Linked DNA regions of Mus musculus: region 2 is linked to region 1. The links are chromatin contacts, called in public Hi-C maps. All regions are on one chromosome and are shown on one strand. The core of a region is the stretch at or near the end of the contact, and the rest is flanking DNA. Distances in the headings are between cores, read along the strand shown.

Evidence for each region. Hi-C and Micro-C count contacts between places; a contact is called where the count stands out from the background.
Region 2: a contact with region 1 is called in a Hi-C map of B cells, with 5 read pairs. The contact joins the promoter of Hmgb2 here to the promoter of AA386476 in region 1.

Annotation. Positions count from the first base shown.
Region 1 is chr8:47,672,196-47,679,485 of GRCm38.p6, forward strand. AA386476 (expressed sequence AA386476) reads left to right here and starts at 3,196. Exons shown (of 1, transcript NR_166692.1): 1 at 3,196-7,290. Ing2 (inhibitor of growth family, member 2) reads right to left here and starts at 2,964. Exons shown (of 2, transcript NM_023503.3): 1 at 2,311-2,964. The coding sequence starts at 2,485.
Region 2 is chr8:57,507,581-57,514,255 of GRCm38.p6, forward strand. It overlaps Hmgb2 (high mobility group box 2), which reads left to right and starts at 4,263. Exons shown (of 5, transcript NM_008252.3): 1 at 4,263-4,425; 2 at 4,995-5,168; 3 at 5,482-5,627; 4 at 5,710-5,884; 5 at 6,386-6,675. The coding sequence starts at 5,019. The coding sequence ends at 6,547. 2500002B13Rik (RIKEN cDNA 2500002B13 gene) reads left to right here. Exons shown (of 4, transcript NR_126553.1): 4 at 2,508-2,682.

The sequences.
Region 1 (7,290 bases), core at 1,946-4,445:
ACTGCCAAACGTGCACATCTGATCATGCAACACTTTCCATACACTGTACAAACGGCATCGGAAATCCCACATTACATTCTAGCTCAAAGGCTAAGATTTCTCTAGAAAATTATGAATGAAATGCTGAGGAGACAATGAAGGCTTCCTATAGCCATATCCTGCAATAAATATTTAAACCAGTTGTGCTTTTTCTTTGTTTCTCTACTTAATGAACCATGCAATAATTTCTGAAAGGCACAGTAACATTAGACCCCCATACTAGAAAATACTTAAGAATCAGTGAATATAAAATCTGGACCAAGAAAACAAAAATATATAAAGCTTCTAACAAAAATAAAACTGTGAAGTTGAGCTTAGCAACTCTGTGCCTATGCAGAAGCTAGACCACGATTTGTGTATTAATCTTGGAATTAATCTCAATCATAATGGAGCTGGTTTGCATTAACCTCTCAGTCTTGTAAGATCTACTATTCATGTTACCTGAACAGTTTATGACAATTACAGGTAACTGGTATCACAGATTTCCCTGTCAAAAAATTATGTCACTACCAATCTAAAAGTCTAAGCTTTGCGCTTTTAAAGAAAAAAAACTACATATTTTGGCACAGAATTCTCATGCTAGGTTGCCATTCATGTATGTTCCCTATGTCTGCAGAAAATACCACAGAATGATTTTCATTTTTTGAAAGGGTGAACTTGTAGGGCCTTTACCTATCCTGTGTGAGTCCTAACTTCAATCTCTTGGGATTGAGAGGAGTCACAGTTTTAAAACGGTTTTAAAAGCAGACAGCTTTGAAATAAAATATTCTCCACCAATTAACTGAATTCATTATACCATCCCTATAAATTTTGTCTATAAAAGTAGATTTTTACCTCATAAGTCTTTGAATCTGGTGAAAACACTGTTATACTATAAACAGTGAGAGACTTAGAAAACAAGTTTGTCGATTGAAAACACCTAAGTGCTCTTACATGCTAAGTCACCATGGGGTGTATTACAGGATTAAGTTACAGGACTGGGGATGGTCTGGGGAAACAGAATGACTCCAAGTTGTTTTTATGGTCCATATTAGGTCTACACAGTTTCTTGACTAGGGGTTACTAAAGGCTGAACGTATCCCCATTTAAATTTCTCCTGTCCTAGCAGGAGAAAGGTATGACAATCCCTGAAGATATTCCCTGTCCTAGTTTCTTTGATGACAAGAAAAAGCTTTTCTCCTCATTTAAACTTGGTGGAGGAGGAACCCAAGGGTGCAAAGACGCCAGGTGGTTGCCCAGCCAACGAACCCACTTCCTCCAGAAGTCCGGAAGTGACACATGGCCCGGAACCTACGCTGAGCCAGGGTCAGAGACAGTCCCCCACGGCGGTGTCCGCGTCTTGATTCACTAACCGGGGTGGGGGGGGGGGCTAGGGAGAGATTTGAAATATCTCTCCCAACACCCAACACTGACTCCGCCCAGGCCCACCGACCGTCCCGCCCAGCAATGGGTTCAGTCCACCCCAGGACCCTTCCGAGCAGCCCGCCGTGGCCGACTCCCGCGGGAGCGCGCGCCCCGCCCATACGACGTCACACCTGCAGGCCCCGCCCCTAGGCCGGACCCTCCCCGCCACACACTCACACACACACGCACACACACACACGGACGCACACACATACACAACACACACACCCCTTCTCCGTCTCGCCCTGCGGGGGAACCCCTCCCCCTTTAACCATTTGGCAGTAGCCGAAGAAGGGCTGAGTGAGACACCGGGCGGCCCGGAACTTTCCCCGGGGCGAGAGGGAAGCACAGACCGTCCCAGTCCCGCGCCACGCCGGGAGCTGGAGGGGGGTGGGGGTGGGGGGAGAGGCATCTCCCGAGTCCACCTCCGCCGTCCTCTCGCCCCCTCCCCCCCATACGTTCCAATGCATCTGCTCGCAGACGGAGGGAGCCCCAGCAGGCAAGGGGCTAAGCAGGCCCAGCACCCCGGTCCAGCCCCGCAACCCTGCTCGTTGCACACTCTCCAGCCCCGGGCAGGACAGTGTGCGGCACCCAACCGGCAGGCACCGGAACAAATGCTCGCTTAAAAATGGCTGATTCCCGTCCGCGGCAGCTGCAGCCAGCCGCCGGAGCTGCAACGGGGGCTGACGGACGGGCGGTCCTCGGAAGTCCTCGTCAGCCGCAGCCGGGACAGGGAGGGCCGCGAGTGTGCTGTGCCGTCCCCCCACCCAGACACACACACACACACACACAACCGCTTCCCGGCCCCACACACCAGATCGCTCGGTGCACTCGGCGCACACTGTCACCCGAAAGAAGGGAAAGTACCTTGGTATTTGTTGTCCAGCTCCCGCAGCACCGACACGTTCCTCTGCATGTCGTGGGGCAGCGACTCCACACACTCCAGGTAGTCCTGCACGTAGCAGGAGAGCAGCCGGCTCCGCTCTCCGGTCAGGAGCGCGGCCGACGAGTACAGCTGCTGCTGCTGCTGCTGCCCTAACATCCTGCCGCCGCCACCACCACCACCGCCGCCGCCGCCGCTGCTGCTGCTCCTCGCCGCCGCCGCCGCCGCCGCCTCCGCATCCAGCAGCCACACATGCAACAGCCACGACCGCCGCTCCTCCGCTCGGCAGCCCGGCGCCGCGGGGACACGGCCGCCGCTCGAGAGGGCACCGCCGAGTCCCCCGATCTCCACTCCCCCAAGAAGAAGCCCTTACTCCCCGCCCCCGCGGTAACAAGCCCAGGGGCGGGGCGAGACCGGGGCTCCCTCCGGCCCCCTCCCTCTCTAGGAGAGCGAGCAGCGGGGTTCCCCGCGGCCGATGGCGCCGGGGCTCCCAGGCAGCGACGCTGGCTGTCCCCCCCGGGGACTCCCCAGACACTACCGGGGCTGCCCGGTCGCCCGGATCCCCGTGACAAGCCCCTCGCTACCCTCTCGCCTCTCTATCAGCCTCCGTGCCTGTCGGAGTCTCACAGGACTAGTCCCCGCCCCTTGGCCAGCGACCGCATCTGCGCCTGCGCAGCACTCACTCCTAATAAGGCTGGGGCCCCGCCCCTATCGTCCTACCGAAGAGTTCGCATTCTCCCGCCTTCCCTGCGCCACCCGGGCGATTGGTCTGTCAGCTCTCGCCTGGGGGCGGGGGGAGGGTGCGGAGGCCGGCCAAACGGCAGGCCGCGCCCCGCCCCCTCTTAAAGGGACCGCATGGCTGAGCCTGCCCCCTTCGACCGAAGTCCTGACGGTTGCCCCCGAGAGGCCGGGCGACCGCTCTCTTCGTTTCTGTTCCCCTACAGGGATAGGAAGCGCCGGCTCGGCTCGCTCGGCCCCGAGTTACCGACCTTGCCTCCATCTGGCGGATCCAGCGCCTCCCTCGCGAGCCTCCAAGACAGCAGCGAGCGGCCCCTGGGCGCCGCTGGCCGAGTGAGGCCTGAGGGGGAACTAAGGCGACCCAGGGTGCAGCGGGCGCGGCTCCGGGCATGCGCGGCGACTTCCCGCCGAGCGCCCCGCGGCCACGGTCCCGGAGCACCGGGGCGGACCGCGGAGGTAGGCGGTGCGCCCTCTGCCCTTTTAAATGCGGACTCCCCGCCTTGCGTGCGGCCCCTCCACCCCCCAGCGCCGGGGTGGCTCTCAGGGTCTGCTCCCCCTCCTCGCGCTTAAGAGTTTGGTTTAGGGAGGTGGCAAGGCTGCACGCCGCCCCGGTCCCCAGTCCCAAACCATCTTAAGGAAACTGTTGTCAGATGTCGAATCGCCTAGGCATCACCCGCCAGCGAGGACACACAGTCCTCACTGTCTTTTCACTCGGCTTCACCACTAGCCAGCAGGGGATCAGTGCAGATGGGATTAGAAATCGGATCAACCACCGAGTGCGGTGCTTTCCGTGTGAGGGATTATCCGCCTTACTCCCCCAGTACCATCAGTGAAATGCCGGTAGGAGGAGCTCACTGTAATTACGGATAGACTTCCGGAATGTATATAAATATGTGAGCTGTTTTGGTTTTGGTTCTCCCCCCCCCCCCCAACCGAAATAGGTATAAGAAAGAGTAGTCGCTTAATTCAGATGAGATGCCCAATGGGAGCGGCGTCTTTGAATGAGAAGAGAGAAAACGCCAGAGTGCTAAGTTTGGGTGCTCTTGCCCGGTTTGCAGCGCTATACCTGTTGCCCGGCCTGTTCAGCACACTTTCATACAGTGGGGTATATTAAGCAGCTGTTGGGATGCCAAGGGAAACCTAGGTCCTGGTCTAGATGAAAATTTGGATTTCGACAAAACACAACGCGGAATTCGGCGTCCTGAGGACAAGGGCTATATTGGAAGGCCTGGGAACTAATGTGTTAATGTACTTTAACGCTGAGATTTTGATCAGTGGAGTATTAAGCCAACCGAGGCAAGCACAGTATTTATTGAATTTCTGAGAACGTGGGACGAATTTTCTTTCCATTATTTAATATTAAAGAGCCAGGTCTTGTTGAAAATAACCATTGTTAAGGTTATTGACTTGATTTTGTTGTTATTTTGTTTTTGGTTTGGTTTGGTTTGGTTTGGTTTTGATTTCGAGACAGGGTTTCTCTGTGTAGCCCTGGCTGTCCTGGAGCTCACTCTCTAGACCAGACTGGCCTCAAACTCAGAAATCCTTCTGCCTCTGCCCCCCAAGTGCTGAGTTAAAGGCGTGTGCCACCACTGCCCAGCTTGTTCCCTTTTTTTAAAACCTGAATTAATTTTTGTATTTACTCACAAACTTGGTTCAGCCAATTCTAGCTAAAAGGTGGAATTACTGCAAGCTGCCCTGTTTCTTACTGATTGGAGTTAGACACTGTATGGGCCCATGGATTTTATACAGCCTGCTTTACTGAGCTGCAGGCTGACTGGTTGTGACTTACCAAGAGCAAAAAAAAAAAAAAAACAAGTTGAGAAGCAAGGAAGGATTTTGGAAAGCATTCTTGGTACCTCAAATAATTCTGACAGACTGAAGGACGAGAAAGAACTCCAGATCCCTGTTTTCCACTGGCACTGATAGAAACTTTGTGAACTTAAAACATGATAATGTGTATGGATTAGTGCAGGTGTGCTTTTCTTGCTGCATTTATTCATACAGGTTAATCTAATTCTGGCATCCTTCTGGAAGCAGCCTGTGTGGGGAAAATGTTTACTCGAGGATGGGAAGTAGGCATTGCATTCTTTAGTCCTTGCAATTCCAGCTCTTGACCCAAGCTATTTATCAGTGTCCTTCTCTTAAAGTAGCTACTCATATGGCCTCTTCAGAGTGGGTCTCCTAACTCCTGAACGCAAAATTTAAAAATCTCCCACTCTACACTCTAGAAATTGATGCTATTCTGGGGTGGGATGGGCAGGGTTGTTCTTTAGTATTTTGTCCTGCTCTTAAACTGACCTGGAAAAAGATAAGTAGCTGATGCCCCCCCCCCAATAGTGTGCAATTGGCTTCAAATTACTGGACTAAGTCTATTATGTGCCTTTTATTAGGTGCCTAATGGGAAATGTCCTCAAGCCTATTTCTTTTATACTAAAATGTTTATGTCCATAGTTAATATGGTATGAGATGAGAGAAACAGTCTCAACTGATTAAAAGCAAACTAGCAGGAACTGAGGGAAAACAGTTTCTGCCTGAATTAAGCTGATTACATTAGAAAATCTTTTCTTCTGTTTAATATTTCATTTTTTTCCCTTTTTTCTTTTCTTTGATTGGTGGCTGTGTACCATGTACATGCCTGGTGCTCAAGGATCTTGTATCTTTTGCACTGAAAAGGGTGTCAAATCCTGTGGACCTAGAATTGCACACAGCTGTGAGCCACCGTGTGAGCGCTACAGACCAAACCCAGATCCTTTGCAAGAACAGCCCGTGTTCTGAAACTTAGAGCCATCTCTCCAGCTCGGAATTTTTCTTTTTTTTAACTTTTTGAATTTTGCCTTTTAATTATTTTTTTTTTTTAGGTTAGCTTACAAAGTAATGGGTTTTATCGTGACATCTTAATACAAATATGTCATAGGCCAGGTTGGCCTCAGACCTGAGATCTTTCTTTGTCTACCTCTCAAGTGCTGGGAATACTCGTATGTGCTGCCATACCCAGCTTAATATACATTTAAAAAAATTTTAGGATGTAAACTTCCAAACACAAAAGTATACTTATATATACCATTTGCTCAGGATCCCCATTATCAGCATGTGACTATATTTAATGGATGACCTTTGTTTTTCATCCTCAGTGGAGTAGTAAAATCTTATTTGATGGGGCTGTAGATATGGCCCAGTGGTTAAGAGCACTTGCCGCTCTTGGACCTGGGTTCAATTCCCAGCATCTACAGTGCAGTTTATAACCATTCCTAATTCCAGTTCTCTGACTTCTGTAGGCACCAGGCATAGATGTGGTGCACCTACATACATGCAGGCCAACACTTACACACATAAAATTATCTAAACACTTTTTTTAAAAAAAAGGGCGGGGCATGGTGGCGCATGCCTTTAATCCCAGCACTCAGGAGGCAGAGGCAGGGGGATTTCTGAGTTGGAGGCCAACCTGGGGTGGGAGGGGGGCGGGCAGGACTTCTCCAAGGTCACTGAAAAGCCACCCAAACGATCTCTGCTGGTGACACTGCTTCTTAAAATATTCACTGAAGAGGAGCGTCTGTGCTACTTAGCAGTGTAGGGTCTCTTGTCTGACCCTACTTCTATTTTCTGTTCAAATTCCTCTCAGCAAAGTCTTGTATAAATGGGGTGTGTGTGTGTGTGTGTAGAATTTTTTATTACAGGAATTTTGGTTATTCTACCTCATGGATGTATATTTCCCAGCAACCACCTGGTGGCTCACAGTTATCTGTAACTCCAGTTCCAGGGGATCCGATCAATGCCCTCTACTGACCTCCATGGCACCATACACACAGGTGCACATACATACAAGCAAATGCAACACTCACTCATACATGTGTAAATACAAATCTTATGTGAAAGTGCTTTACCTATAAACAGATAAAATACAATAAGAGTTTAGACATACATTGCCATTACTCTAACCCATAAATTTTTCATAATAAGAGTTTCTGTGTTTGTCCACTGTCTCATTTAATCTTTTCACATTTGTATTAACAGAATCCAATCAAGTCTCAAACATTTCATTTGGTTAGTGAGGGTTTTCCTAAACCAGTAAGACCAGTTAAGTCCCTCTTCAATTTAATGAGACTGCAATGATTATCTGATATTTGGATGGTTGAAAAGCACTGTTAAAAATATTAGGAGATTCAGAAAAATTATGTATTTGAGTACACTGTTCCTCTCTTCAGATACACCAGAAGAGGGCATCGGAT
Region 2 (6,675 bases), core at 3,013-5,512, 9.8 Mb after region 1:
CACTTTGTAAACCAAGCTAGCTCAGACTCTACTTCCCGAGTGCTGGGGTTTAAGCTGTGTGGTACTATGCTGGCTGTGGGCCTGTGTACTGGGGGCTTTTCACGGAGATCTCTGGCCCAGCTGGGCGCAAGGCTTCAGGCAAAGGGGAGAGAGTGGGAGCAGGGAGAGGGAGTTGTCTCCACTGCCTCCACAGCAGCAGCTGGCTCCACCTCAGTCACCTCAGTTGCTCCAAGACACTGCTGTACCAGTCACCCTGCACTGAGTCAGGCCGGACTAAGCCAATGAGAGGCTGACTAGCCAGAGAGGAGTGTGTGAGTGTGAGTGTGTGTGTGTGTGTGTGTGTGTGTGTGTGTGTGTGTGTGTGGCTTCTGGTGGTGTTTCAGGAGAACAGACCTCTTCCCAAGTGGCAGCTCTTATGACAGAAGCTCTCAGACAATGGAGTAGTTCTCACACACCTTTATTCCTCCTGGATGAGACCCTTAGATACAGTTTTGGGGTGGGTCATGGTCTGAAGGCAGGTACTTCCCATTGGGTTGGTCTGAGAGTTTGGGAATACCTTATCTGCATGTGGGAGGGCTTGGGGTGCTGCCCCTATGTGACTGATGGCCACAGACCTCTCTATGGGGGGACTGTGGGGGACTATGTAGCTATGTGACAGGAGCCAAGGGTCCAGGAGCATGGCAAAGCACCCACGGTCCCTTGCAGGTTACCCACTGAGGGGTCACCTGTGGGGTCACCAGGGTTTTAGCCTGGGCTGGACCAGGGGCTGGGCTGCCTATCACAGTCCACCACTCCACACTTGGCAATATTTTTATTATATTAGTATGTATTATACATATATTATGCTAAATATATATTATATATATTATTTATATTATACATCATGGTAAATATATATAATATAGTAATACTATATTTAATATAGTAATACTATATATATATTTACCATGATATGTAACATAAATAATATTACTATATTACTATTCATATATATGAAGTTACAGAAAAAAAATGAACACAGTGACTCAATTTCTAAATTATGTGGCCTCATTTATACCATGCCATAGACATATTTGATTAACAAGAAAAACATCTATTCAGATTCTCCTTTATATTTTCTAGTGGCTCCTTTGCCTAAGGGAGGAAGACTAAATTTCTTTGTAAGCTGCCAGAGCAGCCTCAGCCTCATTCCTGCCTTAAGATCCTGTAACAGGGTACTTGTAATTGTTCTCCCAAAGTTCTTTCTGCCTGAGCCCCTCCCTTCCTCTGCCTAATAAACACTTCCTGTTCAACCGCTCCAGTGCTGCTTACATAGGCTTCCTACGCCTTCATGGCTAAGGTGATTATGTTCTTAGTATATTATCATTATCTTGTACTGTTTATTTTCGTCTCTCTCTACACTAAATGTTCTGACAGCAAAGACCACTGTCTTAGTTAGGGTTTCCGTTGCTGTGAAGACACACAATTGACCAAAGCAACTCTTAAAAAGGACTACATCCAATTGGGGCTGGCTTATAGGTTTAGTCCATTATCATCAAGGTGGGAAACATGGCAGTGTTCAGGCAGGCACGCTGGTTCTCTGTAGCTTAGAGTTCTACATCTTGTTCTGAAGGCAACAAGGAGATGACTGTCTCCAGGGAGCTAGGAGGAAGATCTCAAAGCCCACCCTCATATTGAGAGACTTCGTCTAACAAGGCCACACCTCCTAGTAGTGCATTCCCTGGGCCAAGCATGTACACACATGAGTTTCTAGAAGCCAAAGCTATTCAAGCCACCACAACCACACTTCATCTTCCCAATTCTACTACTAAACTCAGTGCTTGGCAGAGTCAACATTTCTTGAATAAATATGCAACTTTTATATAAGTACAATCTACTTTACGACATGATTGTCTTGTAAAAGAAATGCCAAACCACATGTGATGCTAAAGACTATTGGTTGTCAATTTGACTACATCTGAAATTAACTTTAAAGCCAAAAAAGTAGCTGGGTACACCTGTGAGGGATTTTCCCCCCTTAATTAAATCACTTAAAGTGGCCGGGCATGGTGGCCCACGCCTTTAAACCCAGCACTTGGGAGGCAGAGGCAGGCAGATTTCTGAGTTCGAGGCCAGCCTGGTCTACAGAGTGAGAGTTCCAGGACACCCAGGGCTACAGAGAAACCCTGTCTCGAAAAACCAAAAAAACAAAAGCAAAACAAATCAAAAAACAAACACACAAAAAACCACATTCCTTTAATCCCAGAACTTGGGAGGCAGAGGCAGGTGGATTTCTGAGTTTGAGGCCAGCCTGGTCTACAGAGTGAGTTCCAGGACAGCCAAAGCTATACAGAGAAACCCTGTCTCGAAACACCCCCCCCCCCAAATCATTTAAAGTGGAAGATCCACTTTTAACCCTGATTTTTTTTGAGGCAGGAAGATCCATCTTTAATATGGGCCACACCTTCTTCTAGCAGCCTTATAAAGGACATGAAAAAAGAATGCTTGCTTGCTCTTGCTCTTCCTAGAAATTACTTCACTGCCATTAGAGCCTACTTCTTCAGGATTCTGCTTATACTGAAAACCATGTGGGACATCCAGCCTTGTGGACTGAACAACTTCTGGCTTCTTGGACCTTTCACTGTTAGTCAGCCATTGTTGGACCACAGCCTATAAGTCGTTCTAATAAATCTCCTACATATAGATTCAGTCTATTGGTTTTGTTTCGCTAGAGAACCCTGGTACACGTAACACTTAAATACATGATGTAAACGTGTAGTGCATCAGTAATTTCACTTACAATGCTATTTGAATAATACACTCAGGTTTGGTGAGCTTGACTGTGCGTGTCTGGTTTATAGGTTAGTTGCAACTGTCATTTATTAGATGTAAGATTTCAGGTAGACACAATTTATAAGCATTACGATTAACAAAATTCTGACACCTTAGCCAGGTATGGTGGTACACCCCTTTAATCCCAGGCAGAAGCAGGTGAATTCTGAGTTCAAGGTCAGTCTGGAGTATTTAGTGAGTTCCAGGACAGCCAGGCTACACACCGGCCAGGAGACCCTATCTTGAAAAACCAAAACATACAACAACAAAAAGCAAACCAAAAACCAAAAAAACAAATCTGGTGGTACCCTTAAAGCGGGAAAATATGCCCCCACACCTAACTGGCACCTTATTGTTTTTATTGTCGTAGAACATAAAGGCGGACCACTGTTTGCCGGCATTAAGTATATTCGCAATGCTGAACCATCATCCATTTCCAAGAAAAACACAACGTTCAAGTCTACTTTTTAAAAAGAAAGTTAAGAACCGCTAAGTCCTTAAGCACTATCGAAAATGATCCTCACACAGGAACCAAACAGGAGGGCAGCCCCGCAAATGCAAGCAAAGTTGCTGGGGGTAGAAAACATTGAAAATCCGTGAAAACAGCGGTGCCACATACGCGTCAATCTGCGAGGGGGGGGGGGGGGAAAGAGCTCTCCACAGCCAAATCACAAGGCAGAAATGGCCTGTTAGGACCGAGCCCTCCTTCCCCGGAAAGCAGCTTGACCGGCAAGGTGAGGGACCCTGGCCTCCCACCCGCGCCCGCGAAGTGTTGGGGTGCAGTGCGGCCAACCCGCAGATCTTAGGCGGGTCAGCTGTGGAAGACGCCGTCCCGGCGCGGAGGCAGGCATGGCTCCGATCGGAGGGCGAGGGCTACTTTATTTATTTTTAAATCACTAGGGGACGCGGCTAGGAGTCCGTGAGACTCTCCGCACAGTCTGAGGCTCCCCGCCCGCCGTGCTCCGGTTCCACCTCGGCCTCATCATGGCTCCGCGCCGCGGGCTCCCCACTTTCTTCCCATTTTTTTATTTCGTGAACTCGTAGCTGAGCCCCAGGCAGGCCACGGCATCCAAACCGCGGCTGGCCTAGCGCCTTTAGTCACCTCGGAGCCATCTTTATCACCTGAAGAGTTTAGCGCCAGGCGCCCTCCTTGCTAGTTTTAAATCTGGCCGGGGCAGTTCCTCTCGGGGCCTGCCCCACCCTCATGGCCAATCAGCAGCGGGCCCGCCATTTTTCAAACGCTTTTCCTGCCGCCAATCAGGGCCGAGCAGTACATTCCTCTCTAGACCGGTTCCAACGGGTCTGGGAGTTAACGACCTGGGAGACCCACCGAACCTGCTAGGCTTAGCCTGGAGGGACGGGCCTGGCCAGACACCCACCAATCGGAAGCCTTCTCCGTGGGGGGGCGGGGACTCTCCGGGTTTGAATAATCCTCCACAGCCAATCAGAGCGGAGGGAGGTGTGGCCCGCGACTGGTCTGGTCAAGTTGCCGTGGCGCGGAGAACTCTGCAAAACAAGAGGCTGGGGATTGCGTTAGCGAGAAACCAGTTCTCGCCGGAGCTTGGGGAAGGAAGTCTCTCTGCGGAGGTCTGAGGGAAGCAGCGCTCGCAGCAGGTAAGGTTCGGCCGGGAGGCCCGGGGCTTGGCGGCCTGGCTCTTAACGCGTAGACGTGGGGGGACGTCTGCCGGGCTTCGGCGTGGCGGCTTCGGCGGCTTTAGAGGGCGGCCGAGTCTTTGGGTGAGGGCCGGGGCCATGGAGGGCGGCCAGAAAGCCCTTGAGCCCGGCCGCGTTTCTTTTTCTTTCTCTCTGTCTCTTTCTTAAAAACTGGATTGGCTGTGGGTCTCGCGGTGGCTTGTGTAAGTGTAAGGCGCGCGGCTTTTCTGTCAGGGAGGGCGCGCGGCCGGCGGCGGCTTTCGGCCTCCGGGCGAGGGGCTGAGGCGCGGGCGGGCGGGCGAGTCGGGCGGGTCGGAGCCGGCTGGGGCTGGGCTGGGCCGGGCCTGGCCGGGGCGCGCGCTCCCGCGCTCGCTCGCGGGGGCGCGCGGGGTTTAGGCGGGAAGCGGAGCGGAATCCCCCCCCTCCCCGCTGTCCCCGCTCCCCTCCCCCACGCTCCTCACTCCTTGCAGCCCCCTCCCCGCGGGTCCCCACCCCGGTCCCCGGTCCGGACACGGCTTTCTCCTCGGCAGGTAGACAGACGCCGCGCCGTCGTCATGGGCAAGGGTGACCCCAACAAGCCGCGGGGCAAAATGTCCTCGTACGCCTTCTTCGTGCAGACCTGCCGCGAGGAGCACAAGAAGAAGCATCCCGACTCGTCGGTGAACTTCGCCGAGTTCTCCAAGAAATGCTCCGAGAGATGGAAGGTGAGGGAGGGAGGGCGGGCGGCGCGCGTGCCCGGCTGCAGGCCGTTTCCGGGCTGCTTTTGGCGGGTCCCCGCGGGCGGGGGCGGGTCGGATGGGGGGGGGGGACGACAGGGACCAGGGAGCGCGCGAGCTTTTGCCACCCTGGGGACCCGAGGGTTTTAAAGGTTGGTCTCCAAGCCGAGGGCGCCCTTAATGCAAATGCCTCAGAGTTTACAGATTGACTCGACTTATTTGTTTATCCACTTTCTTTATTACTCGGACAGCTAGGAGCTTTGAAGTCCTTGCCGATTGACTCGTTTTTTCTGCCCCATAGACCATGTCTGCAAAGGAAAAGTCCAAGTTTGAAGATTTGGCCAAGAGCGACAAAGCTCGTTATGACAGGGAGATGAAGAACTATGTTCCTCCCAAAGGGGATAAGAAAGGAAAGAAAAAAGACCCCAATGCTCCGAAGAGACCACCGTAAGTTGATCTGAGAACTAACGAACCCATCGCCCCCCCAGCCCCCATCGTCCTCTATTTGTTAACTCTTGCTTCCTTGCAGGTCTGCCTTCTTCCTGTTTTGCTCTGAAAATCGCCCAAAGATCAAAATTGAACACCCAGGCCTGTCTATTGGAGATACTGCGAAGAAACTGGGTGAGATGTGGTCTGAGCAATCTGCCAAAGATAAACAACCGTATGAGCAGAAAGCAGCTAAACTAAAGGAGAAGTATGAAAAGGTACGGTGCCTTTTAAATAATAACTGATATTTCTATATGATATATGTCAGCTGTAGGAACTTGGGATATTTGTTAACCACTGCCTGTCAGTTTTTGGAAACCCCAGATGAAAGTTGAGCAGTACAGACAAGTTCACCTTGTGATACTGTGTTTTGTGGCCCTTGCAAATTTCCTGCCTGTACACTCGTGGTAGTTGTGTAAATCTATTTTAGAGGGTAGAGTGCCAGCTATGTTTTTAGGTAGTTTGTATATTAAATATAAATATAAGGTGCGAAAGGGGTTGACATTGATAGTAAAAGTGCAGTAACTGATCTCAGGGAGCTCTCATTAGTTACCTGATGTGCTTTCTCAAGCATGGAGGGAACAATTGCTCTCAAACCTGGAGTGGTTTGAATACCAGCTAATAAGGGTTTTGGTCGATGTTAAATTGTTTACAATTAAGTGGTTTTTCACACTTGAGTAGTGGTATCGGATGCTGATCTTACTTTGACAATGTTTCAGGATATTGCTGCATACCGTGCCAAGGGCAAAAGTGAAGCAGGAAAGAAGGGTCCTGGTAGGCCAACAGGCTCAAAGAAGAAGAACGAACCAGAAGATGAGGAGGAGGAAGAAGAGGAGGAAGAGGAGGAAGATGACGAGGAAGAAGAGGAGGATGAAGAATAAGTGGCTGTCCTAAAGTGTGGAGTATATTTGCTCAGGCAATTATTTTGCTAAGAATGTGAAATTCAAGTGCAGCTCAACATTAGCTTCAGTATAAAAACTGTACAGATTTTTGTATAGCTGATGAGATT